Linked DNA regions of Sus scrofa: all the other regions are linked to region 1. Evidence: chromatin contacts called from public Hi-C and HiChIP or PLAC-seq data. All regions are on one chromosome and are shown on one strand. Each heading gives the region's core, a stretch centred on a gene start, on an enhancer-like site or on the middle of the called end of the contact. The rest is flanking DNA. Distances are from core to core; before and after follow the strand shown.

Region 1 (3,837 bases), core at 346-2,845:
AGAGTTGGCCCTGGAACTGGGAGGGGACTGGAATGTGGGAGGGGGTGAAGATAAAGACTTTCACTTTTTCCTCTGACTGTCTCTGTTGCTTGATTCTTTAAAAAGACCCCTGGGCTAGGTCCTCTGCTCACCCTGGCACACCACTCACTCCAGGTTTCTTGCCTTCAGGCTTCTGATTAGGTTTGGCTAGTGGGAGACATTTAGTTCAGGGACTCAGTACTGAAGGAGAGATAACCCAGTATGCTTCTCCCTCAACACTGTGCTTATGGCAGTGACTTCCTTCGTCTGTTGAATGCCCTTCTTCCATGGCTCCATCTCTCTTCTAGCTGACAACACCATTTCTCCCTTTGTCCCTTCAGGCCTGAAGGTGGCAACCACTTTTTGCTGTTGCCAGGCTGCCACTGGCCCACCGTACTTTGCTGGTTTCCTTAAACCTGCCCATATCTCTTTACCTGGGCAGTTACATTCTTATTGATTAAACTTGGAGTGTTCCACCTGTGTTCTGATAGGATCCTGAGTAACGTGTATATACTATGGGTTGAAAAAGTGTGTGGGCATTCCTGTCCTGGCTTGGCAGTTACCAAGCCTGACTAGCATCCATGGGGACTCAGGTTCCATCCCTGGCCTCACTCAGGGGGTTAAGGATGCGGTGTTGCAGCGAGCTGTGGTGTAGGTCACAGACTAGACTCGGATCCCGAGTTGCTATGGTTGTGGTGTGGGCCAGCAGCTACAGCTCCAATTCGACCCCCAGCCTGGGAACCTCCATGTGCCTCGTGTGCAGCCCTAAAAAGACTGGAAAAAAAAAAAAAGTGTGCAAAAAACACACAAAACCCCAGTAGGTATAAAGTTCTAAGTTTTTGAGTTAAAAAACTAAGGAGTCATTGCATTGAGCCTCAGCTTCCACATCTGTAAAATGGGGTTTTTGTGACGATCAACTGAGAACAGGTGAAGTGTCTTAATGGGCGTTCAATAAATACTTTGCTCATTATTACTGTTACTGTAACCAGCCAGAACATGGAGGTTAAGAATATATGCTAGAGTTCCCATAGTGGCTCAGCGGAAAGGAATCCGGCTAGGAACCTTGAGATGGCAGATTCGATCCCTAGCCCCACTCAATGAGTTAAGGATCTGTTGTTGCTGTGAGCTGTTGTGTAGGTCATAGACGCGGATAGAATCCCGTGTTGCTGTGGCTGTGGTGTAGGCCAGCAGCTGTAGCTCTGATTCGACCCCTAGCCTGGAACCTCCATATGCCGCACCCCTGGCCCTACGAAGCAAAAAAAAAAAAAAAAAAAAAAAAAAAGCTAAGAGTTAAATAAATGAGTTCATTCAGAAAAGACAAAAGTACAAGAAAGCCAAGGCAGCAGCGGGAGGGAAACTGAGTTCTGGACACTAAAAGTGCTTCTCATGCCGTTTCCTGCATTTAAAGTATGTCTCCTTCACAGTTTGCACCGGACAAGTGAAGCGGGCACAAGGAACAGATCTGTGGGATAATCCCACGTTCTCTAAAGGCCGAGGTGGGAGCAGGGAAGCAGCCTCGCCACTGGCCGGTAGGAAGGGGAGGGATGTCCTTAACCTCCGCCTCTTCCCACGGCGCACGCTGATGACGTTGCCCAGCGCGCCAGGATTCGAGGAGCTCAGGGACTGCGAGAGCTGTTGCCACGTGCGTATGGCTTGCGCGCGCTCACCCGAATGCCCTTGCATGCTGCACTCTGTAGCCATCCACCCCAAGCCTCAACCCGGCCGCTGCAGGATCCCCACCAGGCAGAGCTGCGCCCAGCGGGGACCTGCGTGCCTTCCGTAGTGCATGTGTCCTTTCGCGTTTGTTGGACGTCGGGCAGGGGAGACCCCACATAAACTTAACCGTCCTCTAATCATTTGAGTCCTGGACACTAAAAGTGCTTCTCATCCCGTTTCCTGTATTCAAAGTGTGTCTGTTGGCTGGAGTTCCCGTGTGACTCAGCGAGTTAAGAATCCGGCGTTGTCTGCAGTGGCTTGGGTCGCTGCTGTTGGGCGGGTTCGATCCCTTGCCCGGGAACTTTCCAGGGTGGGGGGGATCTGTCGCCCGCCTATTCTGTGTAAGGCACCATGCTAGTAGTTGGGGAGACAGCCCTGATGTAGATCCTGTCATTGTGCTCTTGGAGCTTCTATGCCACTGGGAATGATAAACGAAAATTGACTGGTTTAATGAACAAAATGAGGGAGTTCCCGTCGTAGTACTGCGGAAACGAATCCGACTGGGAACCACAAGGTAGCGGGTTCCATTCCTGGCCTCTCTCAGTGAGTTAAGGATCCGGTGTTGCCTTGAGCTGTGGTGTAGGCCAGCAGCTATAGCTCTGATTAGACCCCTAGACTGGGAACCTCCATATGCCGCGGGTGCGGCTCTAAAAAGACAAAAATAAATAAATAAACAAAATGATTTTGGAATGTAATAATTCCTGTGAAGGAATTATGGTATGGAGGACAACTGCGAGGCGCCTAACTTTTAAAAGGGTGATAAGCATGGGATGGTGACCGCTGAGAGGGAAATCAAGATCTGGCAGGAGCACCGTTGCTGAGATGAGGCTTGGCCTGAAACTTGTCAGTCAACAAGTTTTAGATTTTTTGGTTTTTCAGCCCCCGGTATTGTTCTGAGCCTTGGTAACCCAAAAACAGCATGGTTCCTGCCCACTTGGAGATTCTGTTCTAGTGGGGAAAATAAAGCTAACAATAAAATGTCAGATAGTAATTTAAATACTGTTTGGGAAATTAATATAAGGCCATGTCATAGTGGCCACTATAGAGTGTTTAGTCAAGGAAGTTCTCTTCAAGAAGGTGAACGTACCTGAAATCTAAATAACAAGCAAAAGGTAGCCATGGAAATATCAGGGTGAGAAAAATACCTTTTGGAATGAGCTTGGCAAATCAGAATGATAGAAAAGAAGCCAGGGTGGTTGGTGCTTTGTGACTGAGAAGGATGGGCCGTGAGATTGGGTCGGAGAGGTAGGCAATGGCCAGATCACATGACAGGTTACTGAATTGAAATGTTACATCAGGTGTGATAAGAAGCTATGATCTCATTTATGCTAACTTGTGGCAAGTGGAATAGAATCAGGGGTACTGGTCAGGAGGGCTACTGGTGCATTAGTCCAAGTGAGTACTGATACTGGCTTGAACTACAGTGATGGTAGCGGAGAGGAAAGGACATGGACAGATTTGGGATATGTTTGGAAATAGGTTCTCTGGTGGATTGGGCATAGAGAGGGCTCAGGGAAAGAAGAATTAAGGTTGACTGCTGTGGTTTTGGGTGGTGGTGGTGTTAGCTGAGGTGGGCAAGACGGGGGAACAGCAGGTCTGAAGAAACGAGAAATCAAAATGTCTTATTTTGGCCCAAACAGGCTATCCTCTGTGATTATAAGTCATCTATGTGGCAATGTCACTTAAGCATTTGAATGGACTAGGTTGGAGTTCAGGGAGAATCAGAGTTGAATAAAGTTTTGGAATCTGGGGGCAGATTATTAACTTGAATCATGAAATTGCTATTTTTGGTCAAACTGCTGCATGCTGGCAGTTTCGTTGGTACAGTCTAATAGATGGTATTTAAAGCCACAGGTCTGGATGAAATTGCTTAGGAAGAGCATTAAGAGGGAAGAGAACAAAGGGCAGGGCCTTGGGTACTCATCGTTTAGAGGTGGAGCCCAAGAGTGGGTAGAGCCACCGTGGGTGATTGAGAAGGAGCAACCAGAAGGTAGAGGAATATCAGGAGAGCCGTGTCACCACACCAAGAGAGGAGGGTGTTTGAAAAAGCAGGAAAGCAGGGAATGAGTAAGTCAAATGCTGCTGAGAGGTTGAATAAGATAA
Region 2 (3,880 bases), core at 107-2,606, 37 kb after region 1:
ATCCACAGAAAAATTATAAAGATACTCTGAGAGTATCCTATACACCCCACATCCAATTTCCCTTATTATCTTACATTAATATATTGTTAGAATTCATAAACAAATATTAATACATTATTAATATAGTTTATATTTGATTCAGATTTCCTTTGGGGGGGGCACCTGGCAGTTTCTGGGCCAGGGATCAGATCAGATCTGCAGTTGCCACCTACATAGCCGCTGGGGGAATGTAGGATCTTTAACCCGCTGTGTCCGGTGGGGATCGAACCTTCGTCCCAGCACTCTAGAAAGGCTGCCGATCCTGTTGTGCCACAGCAGGAACTCTACCTTGACAGTTTTGAGGAGTCCCGGTTAGGTATTTTGTAGAATATCCCTCCAATGGGTTTTTTTCCTTATGATTGGACTGAGGATTTAGGGTTTGGGGAGGAATATCTCACAGGTAACTGCCATTTCATCACCCTGTATCAATGGTGCTATTAGATAGATACTATCAAAATAACATCGCTGTTGATGTGGCATGTGGATGTTCTTGGGCCAGGGATGGAACCCACACCATAGCAGTGACAATGCCAGATCCTTAACCCTTAGGCCATCAGGGAACTCACCCCTTATTTATTCAACCAATGTGCCAGAGAGGAAGGGTGGAGAGGAGGGTAGATTGTGTAAGCGCACTGCTGGTCATTGAAAGGACTTGTCTTTTACGCTAAAGAAAATTGGGTTAGGGGAGTTCCCTGGTGGCCTGTTGGTTAAGGATTCAGCGTTGTCACTGTTGCGGCTCCAGTTCGATCCCTGGCACCAGGGAACTTCCGCATGCCACCGTGTGGCCAAAAAAAAAAGAAAAAGGAAAAGAAAGAAAAATGTGTTAAAACATATTTTAACTCCAGTTTCCTGGCTTTTCTTCTTAGTGTCTTGTTTGGAGTGTGTGTGTGTGTGTGGGGGGGCATGTGAAATGTTATCAAAAGCAGGCACCTGGCCATGGGCAAAGGCCCCCTGTTCACAGCTGCCCTTGGGTCTTCCCACCACCCTACTTCCCAGACTCGGGTGTGGCTCATTCCGCCCCCTCAGTTGTTTGTTTGAGTCCTGGGAACTCAGCTCTTCAACCAAAGAGTAAATTAGAGATGAGAGGGGCCCCTGCCTAGCCCCACCCCTCAGGGGTACTGACTCCTGGCTAATCAAAGCCTCACAGGGAGAGACACGGGCTGGGGACCCAGGGAGACAGGGGCTGAGAATGGGGGGCGGGCAGCAAATGGCATCCCTGACCTGGGGTGTGCTCCTGACCTCCCATTTCTGCGCACCCCCCCCCACACACCCCCACCACATGCCTGACACAATGGCCGGGTGGGGCTGAGGAACCGGCTTCCTCTGCAGAGATCTCAATCTGGGCCCTCAGTTCCCGCCCCAGAAAGACAGAGACTCGGAGACCTGGCCCCACGTTCCTTGCTCCAAAGGGCAGGCAGACCAGACTGAAAATAGCAACTGCTTCCAAAAAGATAAAGGTAAATTCAGGGGGGAGCTCCTGCAGAGTTAGAGAGGGGCAAACATGGGTGGGAGGGGTCCCTTGGTGTGAAAGAGTGGGCTGGCTCACACCAGGGGACAGGCTGGATGCTAAAGGGACAGGCTGTCATGCCAGGTGTCTGAGAGATGGTCAGACCCACACACACCATCCCTCAGCCACGCAGAGGTGTCTAGAGCCCTTGCCCCACTGCCAGCCCAGCCCTGTGGCATGGCCAGCCCATCCGCCCGCACCCCGTCCCTGGTCCCTGGCCCCTCCCCAGCCCCTGTGAGCCCCAGGATGGAAAGTGCACCTACAGAACAGCCCACTCTCCTCGCCTGAGTTTCATCCTCTTCCCAGACTCTGGTAACCTCGGAAACCCGGCGTTCGGGGTCCTTCACATCGTCCAGAGCCCCAGTGTGCGCATGTGGAGTGTGGTGTGGTTTGGGGGGGGGGTGTCCGGTTGGGAGGAGGATCCAATTCCTGTTTCCTGCCCCTACTCACTCAGCCCTGGGAGGTGACTGAGAGTGGAGAGGACTCAAGGGTGAGTGTTTGGGCCCAGTACCTGGGTCCCCGCGGGAGGCCTGAGTGGGGGATGGGGGAAGGAAATCAGTGCAGGTACCTGAGGGGGGCAGGGATCCTTGCACGGGGCAAGGCTGGGGAGGAGCTGGCCGGCTGGCAAGGCTGCTGCCCGGGTCACCTAAGGAGCTTCCTGCCCGAACACAGAGGCCATTGAGCTGCAGACTCCCGGTCTACAGCCCCCACCCCCCACCCCGCATCATTTCTCAAGAACCAGTCTGGGGCCTGGAGGGCTCTGACTCTCCTGCTGACTCCACAGGGGAGTGTGGGGGTGCTGGGTCCCCCAGCCCTGACCCTGCAGCCTCCTCAGGATTGTAGCGTCTTCCAGACAGCAGGAAGTGAAGCCCAGGCCCCTGAGTCTTGGCCACACGGGTCCTCACCTTCTGTCTGGTCTCCCGACCACCCTCTAAGCACCCTGGCGGGACCCAGGCTTCCAGTGGGGCATCTCTCTGTGAGCAGATGGGGGGTGGGGGGCAGACAGTGAGGCTGGGGCAGGAGAGATCGAGCCCGGGGCCTCCTGGTCTCTTGGGGTCAGAGGCTCCAGGAATCTTCATGGCAGGAAAAGGAGACTAAAAATAATCCGGAAAGGGAGAGTCCGGAGAGAGGAACTGGGAAATGGGGGGCGGAGGGCCCGCTGGAGCAGGGAAATAGTGATGCATTCCTCATGGCCCAGGCGCCACTGCACTTAGGCCCCACGCAGCACAGAACACACACAGTCTCACCTCCCAGCAGGCGCCACACACGGTACTCCACTCCCCCGCCACCGCATGCCCACACACAACACACACACTCCCGAAACACAGCATCCAACACTCTGCTCACATAGCACAGAAACGCACTGTGTCCGCTCATGCTTAAACCACACACACAAACCTCCACAACACACACCACGGACACCAAACACAATCCATCTGGCAGATACTTGGTGGCTATACCGGCGCCGGCAATTTCCCTCACTGATCCAGTTCTCCCCACCCCTCAACCTGGGTCTCAGGTGCCCCCACCCCAGCCTCACTGTCCCCTCTGGCCTGACGATGTCCCCAGAAGCCAAAAGACAGAGAAATGGAGGCTGGGGGGCCAAGAGAGGCTGGCTGGAGAGTCCAGAGTCCTCGGGGAATGGAATAAGGAGGGGGGAGAGGGAAAGAGAGAAGACCAAACATTTCCTTTCTTTTTTGGGTCTTTTCTATGGCTGCACCCGGGGCATATGGAGATTCCCAGGCTAGGGGGTCTAATCGGGCTGCCCGCATAGGCCAGAGCTTTTGGCTTCTTTTTAAAGACTGCCCCTGCGGCCTATGGAGGTTTCCAGGCTGGGGGGTTCTAATCCGAGCTACAGCTGACCTAGACCACAGCCACAGCAACGTGGGGTCTGAGCCATGTCTGCGACCCCTCAGCTGGCGGGAATGCCAGATTCTTACCCCACTGAGCGAGGTCAGGGATCGAACCTGCAACCTCATGTTTCCTGGTCGAATTCGTTTCCTCTGTGCCAGGGACGGATACTCCTGTTTGTTGCAAACATTTCTGCTCGAAGGCTTCAGTCTACTTGAGGGGGCACGAAGGGTCTCTCTTTCTCCCTCCCTCTTCCCCAGGGGATGAGTCCAGCAGAGTACCCCACTCCTTTGAAGAGCTCAGAGGAAGATGTCAGCCCAGTCTCTTCCTGCAGCAACGCCCCCTACCCAGAAGCCCCCTCGGATCATCCGCCCCCGCCCCCCTTCTCGGCCCCGGGCTGCCCAGTCCTCAGGGACCCACCACAACGGCTCCTCTCCGCAAGAACCTCCCTTCGCCGCCAATGATGCACTAGCCCCGATGTGC
Region 3 (3,789 bases), core at 336-2,835, 59 kb after region 1:
CCACTCATATGCAAGGATGCCTGCCAAACACTGTTTTTGTTCCTTTTCCGTTTGCTAGTGAAAGAATGCAAGAGAATTGAAATGACAGCAATAATATCCACTTTCTGGGAATGTATAAGGGACCAAAGCGTGCTTTTCACTCATTATCTCGTTCAATACTCAAACCAAATCTAGACAAGTATTATTGTCCTGTGTTACAGAGAGTAACTTGGGCATGAAGGGGTTCTATGAGGAAAGCCCTGGTGGTTAGGCAGGTTGAAGATCTGGCATTGCCATTGCTGTGGCTCAAAGCACTGCTGCGTCCTGGTATTTTTTTTTTTTTTCATCTTTTGTCTTATTTTTGGGCCCCACCCGCAGCATATGGAGGTCCCGGCAGGCTAGGGGTCTAATCGGAGCTGTAGCCGCCAGCCTACACCATAGCCACAGCAACACAGGATCTGAGGTGCATCTGGGACCTACACCACAGCTCACAGCAACGCCAGATCCTTAACCCACTGAGTGAGGCCAGGGACGGAACCTGTGTCCTCATGGATACTAGTTGGGTTTGTTAACTGTTGAGCCATGACAGGAACTACTGTGGCCTGATTTTGATCGCTGGCATGGGTGTGGCCAGGAAAAAAAAAAAAGAACCCACATGATTCCTCCAGGTTCATAAGGCATTTAGAGGAAGGCTTATTATTTATCCCTCTGCCTGTTGGACCCAAAAGTCTGTATTCTTTTTTTGTTTGTTTGTTTCTCTTAGGGCTTCTCCCGAGGCATCCAGAGGTTCCCAGGCTGGGGGTCGAATCAGAGCTGTAGCCACTGGCCTGCACCACAGAAACACCAGATCCAAGCCAGGTCTGTGACCTACACCACAGTTCGGAGCAACACTGGATCCTTAACCCACTGAGCGAGGCCAGGTATTGAAACCAAAACCTCATGTTTTCTAGTTGGATTTGTTTCTGCTGCGCCACAAGAGGAACTCCCAAGAAGTCTGTATTGTTAACCACATGTTTCATTGTATTCACAAAGTGAACCAGCTCCGATGGGATTCAGACTCATTCCAAATTTGAAAGGCTCTCTCCTCATGAAAACTCCAGGGCTAACCGAGGTCTGGAAGCCTCTGTGGGTGACTCAGATTTATTTTCTGAGATCAAAGGGAGGTTAGAAAAATCTCAGACTGTGTGACACCCCCACATCCCTTCCTTACCGTCCTCCCCCTTCTGGTGTTGAGAAAAAAAGAAGCGAAAAAGGTAAAAAGAGGGAAGGAATGGCAACTGGGGACCCGCAGTGAGTAGAGATGGGGGAAGCAGCGAGAAGGTTGACGACACCTGTCAGGAGCTTGTCTTGCTGGGGACAAGCTCCTCCTCCTTCCTCCTGCTTCCTCAGTGAGCACTTGGTGGGAGGGTGAGGGCAGAGGACCCGGGAAGAGAAAAGGAGACCCTCAGCGACCACTGCTCTTAGCCGACGGGAGGCATCAGATCCACAGTTCTGAGTTGGGATCCGAGGAGCATGGCTTAGAGATAGAGTTGGAGCTGAGCTGCAGCCCCCCTCCCCCATTTGACGGCCTTCCCAAGAATATTCCATGGCAGTTAGGGGCCCTGTGCTGCTGAATGGGCTGTTTTTCCCAGATCCCAGGCCCTGTGGTGGCCACTGCTCTGCCTGATGAAAATATTTAAAGATGAAGGGAAGGGGTGATGGGGTGGGGGATAGAAGGGGGTCAGGGGGTGCTGAAGATGGGGACAGGGGACATTAGGCATGAGCTCCCTGGGTCAGAAGGAGAAAGCGATGAGCAACAGGAACCTGGAAAGGGCTGGGAGGGCTGGGAAGCGGGAAGGGATGGAGGTGAGCCTGGGACGCGGTGAAGGGGTCCAGAACCGAGGCTCCAACCCCGACAGTAGCAGGGAGGTGTCTGTGGACTACCAGCTGGAGCCTTGCCGAAGCTCTCTGCTGCCTCTGCAGTGGAAGATTACACACAGCTCCCGCTGGGTAGCGCAGGTGTTGGCCTCAGAGCTCAGCCTGCTCGCCTTCATCCTGCTGCTGGGCATGGTCTTTTCTAAGAAATGGCTGTACCTCTCGAGAAGCCGCTTCCACCAGCACTGGCCCGCGAACGTTACCACCAAAATCTACACATCGGCTCATATCATGTCCTTGGGGCTCCTGCAGATCTGCAAATCCAAGAGCTGTGCCAACGCCGAGAATGGGAAAGGTGAGGTCCTTACTCTCCCACGCCACCCCAGGGCTCCAGCCTGCCTTGGCCTCGACACCTGCACCCTGGTATTTTGGGCCCCTCGCTCTGGTCATTCCCATGTTTTTCGTTGGGTTTGTTTGTTTGTTTGTTTGTTTGGCAGGTAAGATGGTTCCTCTAGTCCTGAGATCGCAAGGATCATTTTTCCTCCCCATCTGGCCAAACTGATTCTCTTGACACAATGGAAAATATCACTGATTTTGATGAAGTGCTGAGCCAAGGCTGTGCCGACAGAAATGTGGGTGCACGTGAATCACTCATTAATGCCATAGGTCACTGTTATCCTGGGAGAAGAGCCCCAGGGAGGTGGGGAGTTCCTTCCTCTAGACTCGCACGCCCAGAGCTTGAGGGGTCCTCAGCAGGCTCGCCCCCAGGCCCACATGCCCGCCAGCACGTCTTCCCTGCTGCCCGAGGCTTTGCTTTTCTGGGCCAGCTCTGGGTTTCCATGCCTGTTTACCTGGCTTCTTGCTTCCCAGGGTTCTTGCAGCTACTTCATTCCCTATTCTTGTTAGTTTCCTGTCTGCTGTCCCCTCACCTCCAAGGAATGACCGACCCTCCTTTCTCAGCACTTGTGGAAAACCAGAGCTTTTAACCTCCCCCAATTCCACTTCTTTCCCTGTTAACATTTTTTTTAAAAAGTTACACGACTATGGGAGTTCGCGTCGTGGCTCAGTGGTTAACAAATCCAACTAGGAATCATGAGGTTGTGTTCCATCCCTGGCCTCGCTCAGTGGGTTAAGGATCTGGCGTTGCCGTGACCTGTGGTGTAGGTCACAGACACAGCTCTGGATCCCCAGTTGCTGTGGCTGTGGTGTAGGCCGGTGGCTGTAGCTCTCATTAGACCCCTGGCCTGGGAACCTCCATATGCTGCGGGTGCGGCCCTAAAAAGCAAAAAAAAAAAAAAAAAAAAAAAATTGCACAACTATTATTTACTTTTATTTTGAAAGTAATCCATCCTTATTCCAGTCAATTTGGGGCAATAAAAACTGTCATTTCTTGCACCTTATTTTATTTGCTTAATTTAATCCTCTATTAACCCTAAGAACAAGAGATAATTATCCTTATATTGCAGATAAAAAAACTGAATTACCTCGCTCAGGGTCATACAGCTATTAATTGGCCAATTTAGGACCACTCCTCACCTGCAGATTCATAGGGATCCAACTAATAATGGCAGGTTTACAGTAATTCAGGTGTGTCTGGCTCAAAAACTCATGGAAGCACCTACAGTGCTAATGGCTGTTTATTTAGCCCTCATTTTTTTTCCAGGTTTCTTTTTAATTTTTTAATTTAATTAATTATTTTATTTTTTGGCTATACCCTTGGATCAGTGACGACTCCAGATCCTTAACCTGCTGAGCCACCAGGGAACTCCAAATTGAATGAATTTTGAATGATTTTTACATGTTACATTCATTCATCAAAAATAATTTTAGGAGTTCCCGTCATGGCTCAGGGAAACAAATCTGACTAGCATCCATGAGGATGCATATTTGATCCCTGGCCTCACTCAGTGGGTTAAGGACCCGGCATTGCTGTGAGCTATGGTACAGGTCACAGAT

What was found. Hi-C and Micro-C count contacts between places; a contact is called where the count stands out from the background. HiChIP or PLAC-seq counts read pairs in DNA pulled down with a chosen protein or histone mark.
Region 2: a contact with region 1 is called in a Hi-C map of alveolar macrophages, with 3 times the contacts expected there. The contact joins the promoter of ARHGEF15 here to the promoter of PFAS in region 1. A contact is called at or near these places in 1 of 5 promoter capture datasets (liver), 22 of 47 Hi-C or Micro-C datasets (alveolar macrophages, blood, embryonic fibroblasts and 12 more) and 2 of 2 datasets of contacts at active chromatin or transcription factors (alveolar macrophages and skeletal muscle).
Region 3: a contact with region 1 is called in an H3K27ac HiChIP or PLAC-seq map of alveolar macrophages. The contact joins the promoter of ODF4 here to the promoter of PFAS in region 1. A contact is called at or near these places in 3 of 47 Hi-C or Micro-C datasets (blood, embryonic fibroblasts and liver) and 1 of 2 datasets of contacts at active chromatin or transcription factors (alveolar macrophages).

What each region holds. Positions count from the first base shown.
Region 1 is chr12:53,456,806-53,460,642 of Sscrofa11.1, forward strand. It overlaps PFAS (phosphoribosylformylglycinamidine synthase), which reads left to right and starts at 1,596. Exons shown (of 33, transcript XM_003358276.4): 1 at 1,596-1,660. The coding sequence starts at 1,601.
Region 2 is chr12:53,494,053-53,497,932 of Sscrofa11.1, forward strand. It overlaps ARHGEF15 (rho guanine nucleotide exchange factor 15), which reads left to right and starts at 1,357. Exons shown (of 21, transcript XM_013990062.2): 1 at 1,357-1,496; 2 at 2,001-2,036; 3 at 3,658-3,880. The coding sequence starts at 3,707. It overlaps SLC25A35 (solute carrier family 25 member 35), which reads right to left and starts at 1,920. Exons shown (of 6, transcript NM_001243357.1): 1 at 1,810-1,920. The coding sequence starts at 1,841.
Region 3 is chr12:53,516,298-53,520,086 of Sscrofa11.1, forward strand. ODF4 (outer dense fiber of sperm tails 4) reads left to right here and starts at 1,586. Exons shown (of 5, transcript NM_001202461.1): 1 at 1,586-1,661; 2 at 2,141-2,188.